Linked DNA regions of Gossypium hirsutum: region 1 is linked to region 2. Evidence: chromatin contacts called from public Hi-C data. All regions are on one chromosome and are shown on one strand. Each heading gives the region's core, a stretch centred on a gene start, on an enhancer-like site or on the middle of the called end of the contact. The rest is flanking DNA. Distances are from core to core; before and after follow the strand shown.

Region 1 (6,521 bases), core at 1,546-4,045, 230 kb before region 2:
CAAATGGAAAGTTTGACCTTTGTTGCTAGCAAGCATTTATGTTGCTTCACTTCATTTTTCTTCAAGTACCCATGTCCGACACATATCAAGACTCAAAGATGCTCGAAATACATGAAAGAACTTATGAAGAAAGAATATACCGGGGTTAGACACTTACACCTGAGTCCAAGTAACAAAAGGCAAGCATTGCATACTGGATGCAGAAAACAGCCTCTGCTGTCAGCAACAAATCCGATATGAATTACATTTCATACGGACAACACTACAGTCCTTTTAAGCACCAACACAAGTTTGCATGAATTGCGATATGATTGAAAGTAGAAAGCATCAGAAATGATAAATACCTAGTTATCTCTAAGTTCCCAAACCATAATTACGAAATGGAAAGTTAGATCGTTGAGGCTTGCAAGCATTTCATGCTAGATGCACAAAACAGCCTTTGACCTCAGGCAGTATATCCAATATGACTATTACCTTTCATAGAGTCAAACATTACAATCTTTTTTATGAAACCCTAAAACAAGTTTGCAAGAAATACTAGACGATAGAAAGCATAAGAAATGGCACCAAGAAATCACAAACCATACTCATTAGAAGCAAATCATCATAGATAATTAGTTTTGAAGTTATAAAGAATAGAATGGCAGGTATGAAAATAAGATTATCCCAGTCCTAGTTTCCCTTCCATCCCATAAGTTTCAACCTATGCTGCTTGGACTCAAGGGTGAGTGTCAGATAAATGTATGACTTTAATATGAGTATGCTCAATCTTTTGCGTCTTTCTGTACACTTGGAAAATCAAACTCCTATTCGTCCAGATATGTGTCAGAAATGGATGCTCTTAAGGAAAATAAAGAATCGGAACAATGTAGATCTTCACACCACCACCAACATATCACAACAAGCTATCTGATAAATTGAATTTCAACTCAAATATAACTTTTTAAAACAATGTAGTAAAATAGTAAACTGTTGTTGAATCCGTTCAACAAATTCTACAATGTTAGATCTTGCACATTTGCATTAAATGAACCATAACATCTGTCTTTTATTTCTAAGCAAGTCATCCCAACCCATGTATAAAAACCATATATACACAAATGAGAACAACTAGAACAAACTATTGATTCAAAGACTAAATAATTATAAATCATTATTCCGATAACTGTTCATTTCTATCAAATAAGCAAAGAAAAAAGAAAACCCAAAACCAAACTAAGAAAAACCAGTTACTCCCCTACACTATCAGCTGATCCATCAATGAAAAGAAAAGAAACCTTTCACGGAAATAACTAATAAGCACCCGTACTCAGAAATCACCCTCCAATCGACCGAAGCTCCTCCAGAGCCACCTTAATCTGATCTTGCACCAACTCCAACCGCTTAGAATAAACTTCCAACTCCAATATTTGCTGCTTCCTCCACCTCTCATCCATGAACTCCACATTACCTCCAACACCGCCACCAAAATTCAAAGTTCCGCCAAAACTCAATGGCATAGCATTCATAGCCATACCACTAATCCCTCTTCCCCCTCCTCCCCCTCCTCCAATTAAACTACCTAACAACTCCTTAAACACGGGTGTTAAACAACTCTTCACCGCCTCCTCTACTACTGCTGTCAGGTTTCCTCTTTCTCCTCCAGCACCACCGCCACCGCCACCCAGTCCTTCCACATTACCCTGGTCATGATCACTCCTATTATTAAAATTATTGTTAGAAATCACAAACCCATCATTTAAAACTCTTTTCTCTTCCAGTTTCCCTCCTTTACTCCTTGACCTTCTCTTATTGGCTGCGGATTTCGGAGTAAGATTCTTTTTCTCTCCACTTTCATCGAGTAAATTGATGTTAGTAGTAGTAGTAGGAGTAATATTATTTTCATCATAATCTAAAACATTATCTTCTACTTTGCCAACACTACTACTCCAGATCTTTCTAGAAATTTCAAAAGTAGCTTGATCATGAGGGCTTTTGAAGGAAAATTCTTTACCTGAATTGATCTTATTCATCACGTTCCTATATTTCTTCTTCAATCTTCGAAGCTTCTCGACTAACTGATTCTTGTTGAAATCGAGCTGGAGTTTCGATTTGATTAGATCGTAAAACAACGCCGTATCGTGATGGTGATGGTGAGAAGAATTAGAGTTGGTTTTCGAAGTCGTGTAATCGAGAAATCCTTTGAGAAGCTCGATCTCGTCTTCATCAGTCCATAAACGTTGAAATAACCGCCGCGATTCGTCGAATTGTTGCGGCGGAGGAGGTTTTTTCTCGGAGATGGCGGAATCAATCCGTTGTCGTTTAGAGTCGGGAATCGAACCCCCGAGAGGAACAGAAGCAACGGTCACGACGGTGGATGAAGGAACGGCAAGAGGAACGGCGGGGATTGAGGCGGAGGGTACGACTGCGGCAATCGGTTGAGGTAGCAAAGAGGGGGAATTAAAATCTTCTTCCTCTTCTTCTTCTAGCAACTCCTCGTCCTCTTCGTCGTGACCGTTGAGCACGTCGTCGTTGCCGGAGGAAGAGGGTTCCTCGTCGTCGTCCTGAGATTCCTCGAAAACGGCACCGTACTGCTCGGAAGCCATGAGAGAGAGAGTAGAAAACGAAAGAGGTTCACGAGGATTTTGTTGATTAAAAAAGCGTGTTGGACTTGGTGAAAGGAAAGAGGTTAGTTTGGTTAGAGTTTGGCCCGTGTGGGGTTCATACCCCATGTCAACGCGCTTCTATGGTGCGTGTACCTGTTCAGTAAAAATAGATTTAGAATGGGCTAAATCAAAATCCATTTCATTTTATTATTTCCATTAGTGGTATTATAGTTGGGATAATTAGTTTTCGGTATCACGTGGGCATGAGTATACGTTTTAAAATATTTTTATTTTGTAATCCTTTTTAAAAATTAATTAATATACATAATATTAAAAAATGTAAGACTTTTCAAATTAATTTTTAATTTAATAATTCAATATATTTATTTTAAAAATTCATAAAATAATAGGTTTGCTTAAGCTCGATTTTAAAAAACCTTCTCAGCTTTGTCAATTTATTCATTTCATTTTTAAAGATAAAATTATAGTTTTATAATTAATTTATAAATTTTATAATTAAAATTTAAATATACTTCAAAAATTATTTAATTTAAATTCATATAGTATTGAATCAATTCAAAATTTAAAAAATTTGTCCAAACCCAAATCAAACTTATCGAGTCAAGCAGACTCCATGATACTTGTCGGTTCTTTGGTTCTCTTTTGGTTTTTATTAATTTTCAATTCATAAGTGTAATAGACTTTATTATTCAAATAAAATTAGCTTCACTTTTATTCAATTTTATTATAGTTGCTCCATGTGTCCCTTCATGTGTCATCAATAGGTCAAATATATGCTAATGTATTCATTCTAAGCAAAGCTCTAACTAGGTGAACCAAGCCAACTTGGACCACAATCAACTGACGAACCATCACGAGATAACCCTCGTTGGGCGTACATGGGGTATCAAATTCATTGATCACTCAAGTATCCTAAAAAATCCTATCTTAGGGCATCACATCATCACCACTACAAGGGAATAAAGTATAACTTTACTATCAATAAAACTCATGACACGTGGACGTCCTTGTCTCCCATATATAAGTTCATCTCAACAGCCGAAGAAAAAATCAACACATAAAAATCTCTTCATCTCCTTCCTTTTTTTTTCTCTCTATCTAAACCTACTGCATCAAGCAATCTTCCAGATTCTTTATTCAATGGCTGGCAGGGATGGATCTAGAGGCCACGAGAGTGTAGTCGCTCCCTTGGAATTTTTAGATTTTTGAATTATATATATAAATTATCATATATTTTAGGTTTGGTGTCCACATTATATAACATTCGCCCCATTGGCCAAATAATAATAATCAAATATTAATGTATGATGGGCCTTGAAAGACTAAACTTAGAGGCTCAATATAAACTTTAAAGCCAAATTCCAGAATGAATTGATTTGGCTCATACCTATACATATTAGGTTAGTGACATTCTTGTATTTTGATTTGTATGTCTTGCTAAGGAATTGTCTTCCTTTGGTAAGCTGTTGACATTGTTGAAAGAAAAAAAAATGAGTTTGATGCCGAGACTGAGAGCACAAAGTAAAAAAAAATACAAATTATCTTCCTCTCGGTAAATATTTTTTCATAAATTATGTTCTTTATTTATTTGACTTATCATTTTTTTTCTTTTTCCTAATATTTTGTTGTTTAATATATTATTACAATCTTCAGGTTTTTCGATAAAATTATGGTCAGCAAAAAGATCGAATCTTTTTCAAGAAAAGAGTGTCAGAAACAAATAATGATCAATCAGTTCCTCAACCTTTTGTTATTAGTGGAAAAAAGAATAAATATCGTATCGTCCCAAGATCCTGAATGAGATATTAGGTCTTCTCAATCCCAAACTCTTGAATGCGATATCGAGTCTTTCGAATCTCCTAAACGAGATATCATGTCTTCTCAATCCTAAGATCTTGAATGAGATATTGAGTCCTCCCAAGCTCCAGAATGAGATATTTGGTCTTCTTAAGTTCCTGAACGTCCTCATAAGTTTTCAAGATTCGAAACAAAGGAGTTTGATGCTTCTTCTTTAGAGCGTGATTTGAGACTTCAAAAACCTATTTAGGATTACCCTCAAAATCAACAAGACAAAGTCCGTCGAGCTTACATTAAGTTTGGGCCATATCAATTGATTCGTCCAAGTGAGGCTCCAACATCTCCTCAGTATATTGACAAGAATGGATGTCGATTTCTCCCATCTTGGTACAAGCTATTCCCGAGTTGGCTCGATTTTTCACCTTGTAAGAATGTTGTATATTGTCTTCTTTGTTTTCTCTTCAACAAGCCATTTAGGCATCATGAAAATACTTTTACAAGCCAAGGATTTCAATCATGGAAGAAGGTCAATGAAGGATCTAAATGTCCTTTATTACTCATGTGGGTAAGGATGCAAATTCTTTACATAAGAATGTAATGAAAAGTTAACTTGATCTTCAGAATTTCTTGCAAAATACTAAAAGAGGAATAAAATTTTGAACTAGTTGTAAGAAATTGGTTGCAATTCAAGGTGTCAATAGATGTTGTCAAGTGGCTTGTATTTCAAGGTTGTGCCTTTAGAGGATGTGATGAAGCACAAGATTCAAGAAATCAAGCTAACTTTCTTAAACTAATAAAACTCTCAGCTTATTATAATGAAGATGTGGAGGCAATTGTCTTAGAAAATACCTCTCAAAATGCACGATATGTCAATCCGACTATTGAGAAGGCCATTCTTTCTATTTTGGCGAGTAAAATCCAAGGATTCATTCAAAAAAAGGTTATATATTCAAAGTTTTGCATTATAGTGGATGAAGCTAGTGATAAGTCAAAGAAAGAACAAATAGAAATTGTATTGCGATTTGTTTATAAAAAAGGTTTTATACGTGAACAATTCTTTGATTTGGTTCATTTGAAGGACACCGTATTGTTAGCTTTGGAGAAAGCAAACTGTGAAGTTCTTTTACGTCATTGCCTTAATGTGGATGATATTTGTGGTATGATGCAACACCTAGTATTGGCAGGCCCTAGGTTAGGGCATGTAGTCGAAGAATTTGAGTGGCGTGGTCCTACCTGCCTAATGGACGCTTTCAGTGTATATTTAATGAGCATAGTTAGTGTTAGAGTATAAAGTAAGAATTGTAATCTGAACGCGTGCATAGGTACAAAAGAAGAAATTAGTGATAGTGATAAGGGTTCTTATGTTAAAAAAATTATTGCTTGGAGTGGGGTACGCCAAGTTTAACTAGTTACTGTAAAAGTTACATTCTAATGAGATGGTTAAGACTGTACGAAAAAGTAAGTAAGAGATAAGTAACGATTTTAGATACTGGTATACGTTTCTTTATAACTTTAAACCATAAAGAGAAAGAGAGTGTTGAAGATTGGTGACACGTGTCAAGCTCCACTAAGAGAAAGTGAGTTTCCACTATATATATTTATAGGAAATCTAGAACATAAAGAAAAAGGGTTATCTTCTTCATTTATTTGAAAGCACCATCGCTGATTGCTTTGGAATGGAGTAATGATCTTTCTTGCTAAGTTGAAACTAAAAGATCAAAATTCATACCAATAATTGTTTCGTACCCTAGTGGTTGCAGCAAACTTTTAGATTTGATGTCGAGATTTAGAGATCAAGCTGTTGTTCAGGGTAGTCAGGTGAGTCTCTAAGTTGACTCTTGCATGTGTGTTATGCATTTTAGAAACTTTGGTGAAAAGAGATAAAACCATAAGATTTAGGTTAGAAAAGTATGGTATAATGATTTTGATGAGAAATGTATGATTTATGGACTTGTGTGTATAGATTGCATAAAATCTTACGGTCTAAATGTGTAATAGGAATCTAAGGTTAAAGGATGGTTGTATTTGAAAGATTGAAATGTGTATATATGTCCATAAAAACATGAATATGTTTGTCATGAACAAGTTAATGTATGATGAGTCTGTGTCTGTCTCTGG
Region 2 (7,366 bases), core at 397-2,896:
AAAGATTCAAGAACCCTAAAAAACAATGTTGAAAAGCATTGGCTCTGTGATAAGCACGAGTTTTGCCTTTTAGCTCTCACTTCTTCTTTGCTGCTTCACTGGCCTTGGTCTATTTGAAACAAGCAAAAACAGTTAGTCAGACGTTTACAAAATGACAGCAGTTCAAGTAAGGTAAGTAAAAATGTCGATCAATCTTACCTTCTTTACTCCACGGATCTTCTTAGCCCTGTTCTTCCTTTCCTTCATTTGTTTCCTCGATTTCTCTACCTTGGTATCGAGTCCATTCTGAAACAGCAGCATAAATAATTAGTTTCTTACATTACATAGGGACCTTTTCAAAGAGACACCGATATAGTACAACTCAGAACAACCACTAGGAATACAAAAGGTATGAAATTGGGAAAAGGCCTTCAGAGTCAATAATGAAAACTGGCTCAAGCTTTCTTCATTAGCAGGCAGTCCTCAAGCACAAATTAGAGCACCAAACTCTAGTTCCAAATACAACACTTTAAGTGCTAGGTTGACTCCATGCACTATAGTCTATGTTACTTGGACTTAGCTAAGAGTGTTAGGTACGAATATGTTTTAATCTTTTCTAAGTCCAAACATGGGTCAGATACAAGTACTTCAACAAAAACAAAGAGAGGGAGTATAACATAGAATTGAGCAATGCTTAAAGTGTGAAAAGAGAATTCTGCAGATAAAGTCCATAAGAGAAATAGAATTCAACATGTTAAAGCAAATGCAGCTCATACAACTAACAAATCCAGAGAAAATATAGAATAGAGCCATCAACAATTACCCTGATCAGCCTGTACTTGGGCTCGTACTTCTTGGCGTTCTCAACAGAATCATAAATCAAACCAAATCCAGTAGATTTTCCACCTCCAAAATGAGTCCTAAACTTGAACACAAAGATTGAATTGGGGTCCTTCACCTCATACATTCTAGAGAGCTTTTCCTTCAACTCCGCCTAAAGACAATAAATCAACAGTCAAAAAGCAGTTAATACAATCCATGGTACACGACCAGTTAAGATAAGATTCTGATATTATTGAAAAACATTAAAGATTTACCTTGGAAACATTGGGTCTTCCAGGATGTAGAACGTCAATGATCTAAAAAAAGGGGGGGAAAAGTCATGTTAACAATAAACTCAAACAAATATTTTTAAGCAAAGAACATATTTTACTATAATCGCATTTTTTAAGCAAAGAGGTGTATTGTATTCAAATAAAAATTCAAACAATGTTCTAAATTAAGCATCTTATCAGCAATGCAATAAAATCGCAAATTTAGCAACTATATCCTGTAAGTCCCTTATTTAATCAGATCTATAAATTGAACATTGAACATTGAACATTGAACTAAACTTGGCTAACGAGAGAAAAGAAAAGGGCACTCACAAATTGCTTCCTGGAAAGAAGCCTGTTGGTCATGAACTTCCTGGTCCTAATAGTCACTGCCTTGTCAGCCATGGTCAAGCAAAATCTTCTTATTTCCTTTCCGGCACAGGTCAATGGTAAATGCTCTGAAGGCTTTCAAAAGACGACAGCAGCAACTCAAGCAAGACAACGGAAATGGCGAGAATTTATACCACTGATAATTAGGGTTTTGCTTCTTTTTGGGGCTAAGCGAACTTTCTATGAGTAATGACACTTGGATTGGGCTAACAATTTTAGAATTTGATTGTTTTAGGCCTGACCCAACTTTCTAGTTTTGTTGGGCTATGCCAGAATTCGGGTATTGAAATTTCATCAAAATTGGATAATCAAGATTTTGTTTTGTAATTAATAATTATGGTGGTGTTTAAACTTTTTCTTCTTTGGAATAATACGTTCAATGAATTATAATTACGGATGGAAAATCAATCTTCAACTATCGATTAATTTTGAATTGATCCGTTCTGAAATTGTGACAGTATATAATCTTTTTAAGGTAAATTTAGAATTAGAACTTATCATGATGCATACACCAATCAGTAGAGTTAAGGATGAAAAATAGAGAAATTAAAAATTAATCCGAAAATTATTTCAAAAAAATATTTTATAGAAGTTAATAACTTTTTTTACTTGCATGAAAATTTATGTTTTTAGAAATATTTACGACTAGAGCTTATTTTGTTAAAATAAATCTAAAAATAAAAAATAAATATAAAAAACCGAAAACTAAATCAAATCAAAAAAGTTCAAACAACCCAACCTAACTGAACTGGTCTCGCTCTTACCGATCACCGAGTCTTAAATTTGTGTAAAAGTATTTTCTTCGGTATTTCATTTTTTTAATGATTTTTTAGTAGAGATTTACAATTAAAAAGGGTAATGTTATCCAAACTCTTAATTTTTTTTTTTGGTAAATATGCATGAAGGAATCTTTCAAATACACGAAAAAGTTAGGGAAATTTTTTTTAAATATTTCCATATAGAGTACATACACGAATCATTTGGAGAAAAGGAAAGAAAGATTTATGGTGCAAAATGGGTTTTCATTGTTTGATTTTCCAACATAAAATAATGCTTAGGATCTTCCTTTACAGATCGATTATCAACTGGTTGTATGTTGTCATCTGTTTGTTAGAGATTGAATGATTTGCTCCAAAATAGGATTAGGAGAGGGAAAAGGTGAAACATATACTGTTTTATCAAAAAGGGTGGATTTTCATTGTTCAAACACTCTTGCACATTTTATATATACCAACAGCATCAACTGGGACTCTGGGAGGGGTGTTATTCATTGACAGAGTTTTGAGTATCCGGATCGGAGTAGCTTCTATTCTTACAGTCATGGAAACCGGAGTCGAAATGCTTGAAGAATATGATATGAATCCTATTTGTTGATACCAGGTAGTGTTGGAGTTTGTACCAAAACTGTCCAAGAATCACGATATTATGAATGAACAGCAGAGAAGACTGAGAACCTGTCAAACACAAGATTGAACTTCTTGCATTACTGAGAACGGCTTATCTGATTTTTCGTACTCTTCGTCCAAATGGCTCTATCGTGCGCAAATTGGACTATGCTTGCAGCTCCCCTACTTGTCCCTTATCTCATGGTGATGCACCGATTTGGTTGATTCATTTGGTGCTCCATCAGTCATATAATTCTCAAATTCCTAAACCAGAAAATTAATCTCTTCGAATCGGCCATACATTGAAGCACATTCGTTTCTACAACACTGAAGAAGTTGCAAACCTTTGATGCCTGCATTTTGCGTTAAGAAATCGAAGAGGGAACTTGTAGATGTACGGTTGGTAGCACAATCGTGACAGAAGTTCACAAACCGGGGTGTTTCCTTGACTCCTTGCCCTGTCCTCCAATCCAGTACTAAGCAGGTAATTCCCCATCGATCATATCCACTATTTTAGTCACATCTTGATCAATGATATCCAATTTAGCAACCATTGCGGTAGCAACACTCCATGCGGTATCAATTTCAATGTCGAATGGGAACTATGTATTTTGAATACGACCTGCAAGTTGACAGAAAGAGCAAATACTAGTCAGATTCGGGTTTCCACATTGAAAAAAAAATGTTGAGGAAGTTCCTAACCATCTTTATCAGCGATCCAGAGTCTCAAACAGATACCACCATCATATCTCGTCTTCCCCTTAATGCTTATGTCAAGATCCACAGCATGTTCATCCTCCTGATGCTTGAAAAGCTCGGTTTCAGCAAGATGATACCCCCATTCATTCAGGGTCTCATAACTGTTATGATAAGAAGTACTACTGAAATGAAGTTCCGGATATGGTTGTCGAATGAGAGGCCCCAATTCATCAAGTTCTCTCCTATACTCCAGTGATCTTAAATCATCAATCTGGAGAAAAGAATCATTCAACAACTCTCTTGCAAACAACCTCAAAGACATAGTTGCCAAACATTCCTCCCCAAATTGTCAGACTTCTGGATCTTTAACCTTATAGAAAGCATTCGATTTTCTACCAAGGAAGTATGAAGCCTCAAAATGTTGTGTTTCAATGTCTTAAGAAGATGACTTTCACAGTAAAATCTTTCGAAATCTTCAGGGGTTTGTAAAATATCATGGAGTTTTACTTAATTGCAAGCAACTTCAATCCCCTCATATTCATCGAACCAACCACACATTAAAACAAGAAGAAAAAAATCTGGGTATTAAAAATAAATGAGCAAAAAAAGTATTAGATTGGAGTTATCATGATTCTCATTCATACACTATCTTTGAAGCTCCTTTTCCAAGGATTTCATTCTACTGAAACAAAAAAGAACAAAAAAAGTAAGATCAAAGAATCAAACTAATAAATAAATAAAAGAAAGGAGGAGTTCTACTCTGCCATATCTTCCAGCTGGATCAACTTCATCAAACTCAGAACAATCTGTTTCATGATGTAAAAGATAATTCATTCTCCAAAGATGTTAAAAAGGAAAAACAGTGTATATTTTCTTTGACATGAAATAACAATATCTAATTTTGCATAGCTTTTCAGAAAGAGATAGAGAGATCAGAGATGATCAATTATTCACCCTTTACCTCACCCGATCGTTGATCAAGGTAGCAGCATGTCACATTTGTTGCCAGAGCACCTACAATATTTTCATATCAATTAAACATTTTTTTTACTCAAGTTATTGAGCTCATAATACAATTAAAATATGATTTATATACTTTTTCAAGCTTATGAAAACTCCCTAAGTAATCCAAGATTGTTTAAGGATCAAAACGTAAAGTTCTAAACTATTGAGTGCTCGTCGCGACTTTATGGATGTCATGTCGCAATGTCACTCGCTAACTAGAGCTTGTTGCAACCACGAATGTACCACGTCTCAATGTCACTTACTGAGTAGGGTTCGTCGTGACATCATGAACCCGATGTTGCGACGTGAAATTTGACACCTTGAATCTTAAGCATTTTAATTCCTATCACCTAAGACAACATCCATATGGTATCTATCATCCATTTAAGCCAATAATCCATTCAAATGTACAAATTTCCAACCTTAAACATCACCTAATTCAATTTAATACAAAATCAAACATGTCTAAGTTTACAAACCTAGCAAGGAAGATCAAAATCATCACAGTTTACAAACCTAGCAAGGAAGATCAAAATCATCACACACTTCCATTGAAATTCATTCGCAAACATGCTTAACATATCCCTATGTACATGTCATGAGCTAATACCAAAAATTTAAAATCATACGCTCTTCCAAGTTTTGATTTGTGATGAGATGAGAGAAAATCGACCTTCATTCTAGAGCTTCAAAACAAGTCTTCACCTACGCGTTTGAAAATAATACGTTGCTCGCGAAAGTTTAGTAAGTATATCAAGAATTAAACTTTACATTTTAAACCAATTCATTAATTATATATAATATATATCAATTATGAATCATTATCATCAGATATGAATTTATTTCAATAATAGTTATAGTGAGGTCTCAAATTAACAATTTTATAAGCTACTTACTAATATCATTATTGAATTCACTTACCTTGAAAATCTATAGTTCAATTGTAGACTCAATTGAACGTATAAGATATGCGGAAAAATCGATAATTCGCACCGGAGTGCCACTGCCATTTGCACAAGAGTGCTACTATCACTTGCACTGTAGTGGCATTATCACTTGCGTGCGTAGAAATTTTCCTAATGGCATGCCATTTATATTCTACTAGTTCTCATTTTTTCTACATAAGCATTTAAAATATACAATTTTATTACATTTTCTCAACAAATAAAAATAATTCAAATTTTACTATTTTTACAATTTAGTCCTTATCTATATAGAATCAACAATCATCAAATTTCACTTTACATTTATTTTAACAACATTTAAGATTTCACTTAAATGATTCATATTAATATCTATTTAACCTATCTAACTTTTAAACATTTTGCAATTCAGTCTTTTTTTTCTTCAAATTCACTACATATATACTTTTCAATTCATTTTAAGAACACAACTTCACCTTCAAAAAATTTCCATAATTCAAATTATCATTTTCATATACAAAAAAATCCCATGAATTTTACTAAATCAATTTATCAAGCTTTCATTTAGGGTTTGTTAGATAAAGTAAAAATCTTAATATACTTACTATCAAACACTTGAAATGAGTTCCTCATTCCTTTACTCTTTTGCCAACCCTTTGCCTTTGTCTCCAACTTGTTCTTCACTTCTATTCTCTTTCTCTTCAATAACATAACACACATACACAATATTTAACATCAAAACTGTAATGACCCAAAATTCACGGGCATTGGAAAAGTATAATATCGGGCCTCCGTCTTAGTAAATTGAGTTCAAAAATAATTATTAGAAATATTTACGAGACTAGTTGTGTGTTTAATTAGGTTTTAGATAGGTGAATTTAGCTCAATTAAGAGTAATTAGGAAAAAGGATTAAAATGAATAAAGGGTAAAAGTCTAATTATAGATTAAAAGAAAATAAAAAGGGCTAAAATGGAATTAAGCCATTTATATGAAATGAGGCGGCATATCTGCATTAAAATCCAAGATTTATTTAGGTTATATATAAATATTATATGTATATAATTAGTATAATTATTAAATATTATTATGGTTTTATATTGTTATTATTAAATAAAGTAAATAGTAGACAAATGGATGGTGATAAAATAATACATGTGTAATTAAAATATGTATATATTTGTAGTTTGTAGATTTAATTTGCTTATTAATTAAGTATAAGATATTTATTATTTATTATTAGTTATTAGTTATTATTAAATTAAAAGATATTTAATAATTAAATAATTAGTATAAGATTTTTGGGTAATAATAAATTATGATTTTGCCAAGTGTGTGGTAAAAATAAAATACAAGTGTATTACATATATTTATTTACTTAAAATTTAAGTAAAAGATATTAATTAACTAAATAATTATTTAATGAGATTTTTAATTGATAAACAAATTAAGTAGTGACAATTGTAAGGTTATGATATGGTACAAATGTATTAATTATATTTGTTATTAAAATAGATATTTTATAAATAATAATTAATTAAACATAAAAGGAAATAAAAACAAAGCAAAAGAAAATAAAAAGAATAGAAAGAACAAAGAAACAGAGAAGCAAACGAAACAGGGGAAAGAAAGAAGAAAAAAAAGAAAGAAAAAGGGAAAAATAGATTTTTAAAGCTTGGAGTTAATTTGGTAAGTCAATTAAGTCCTTTTCTCTTAATTTTGATGTTTTAGAAGCTTTAGAGTAGAGTTTTGATGAAATTAAGTTGAGGTTTTTGGAAGTTATAGGTTTTTAAGCATGGTTCATGTTGAATAAATTGTTGAATTAGGGATTTAATTGAACAAATTTCAAGTTAGAATTGATAAAAGGATTAAATTGTAAAAGAAACTATAAGT

The links. A called contact is a pair of places that touch in the nucleus more often than the background predicts.
Region 1: a contact with region 2 is called in a Hi-C map of leaf, with 2.2 times the contacts expected there. The contact joins the promoter of LOC107919301 here to the promoter of LOC107918537 in region 2. A contact is called at or near these places in 5 of 34 Hi-C or Micro-C datasets (callus, hypocotyl, leaf and 1 more).

Annotation. Positions count from the first base shown.
Region 1 is chrD13:36,647,457-36,653,977 of Gossypium_hirsutum_v2.1, reverse strand. It overlaps LOC107919301 (probable transcription factor At3g04930), which reads right to left and starts at 2,795. Exons shown (of 1, transcript XM_041109731.1): 1 at 955-2,795. The coding sequence starts at 2,711. The coding sequence ends at 1,317.
Region 2 is chrD13:36,412,479-36,419,844 of Gossypium_hirsutum_v2.1, reverse strand. LOC107918537 (40S ribosomal protein S24-1) reads right to left here and starts at 1,646. Exons shown (of 5, transcript XM_016848116.2): 1 at 1,407-1,646; 2 at 1,077-1,118; 3 at 803-973; 4 at 199-285; 5 at 1-109. The coding sequence starts at 1,478. The coding sequence ends at 77. It also overlaps the pseudogene LOC107919184.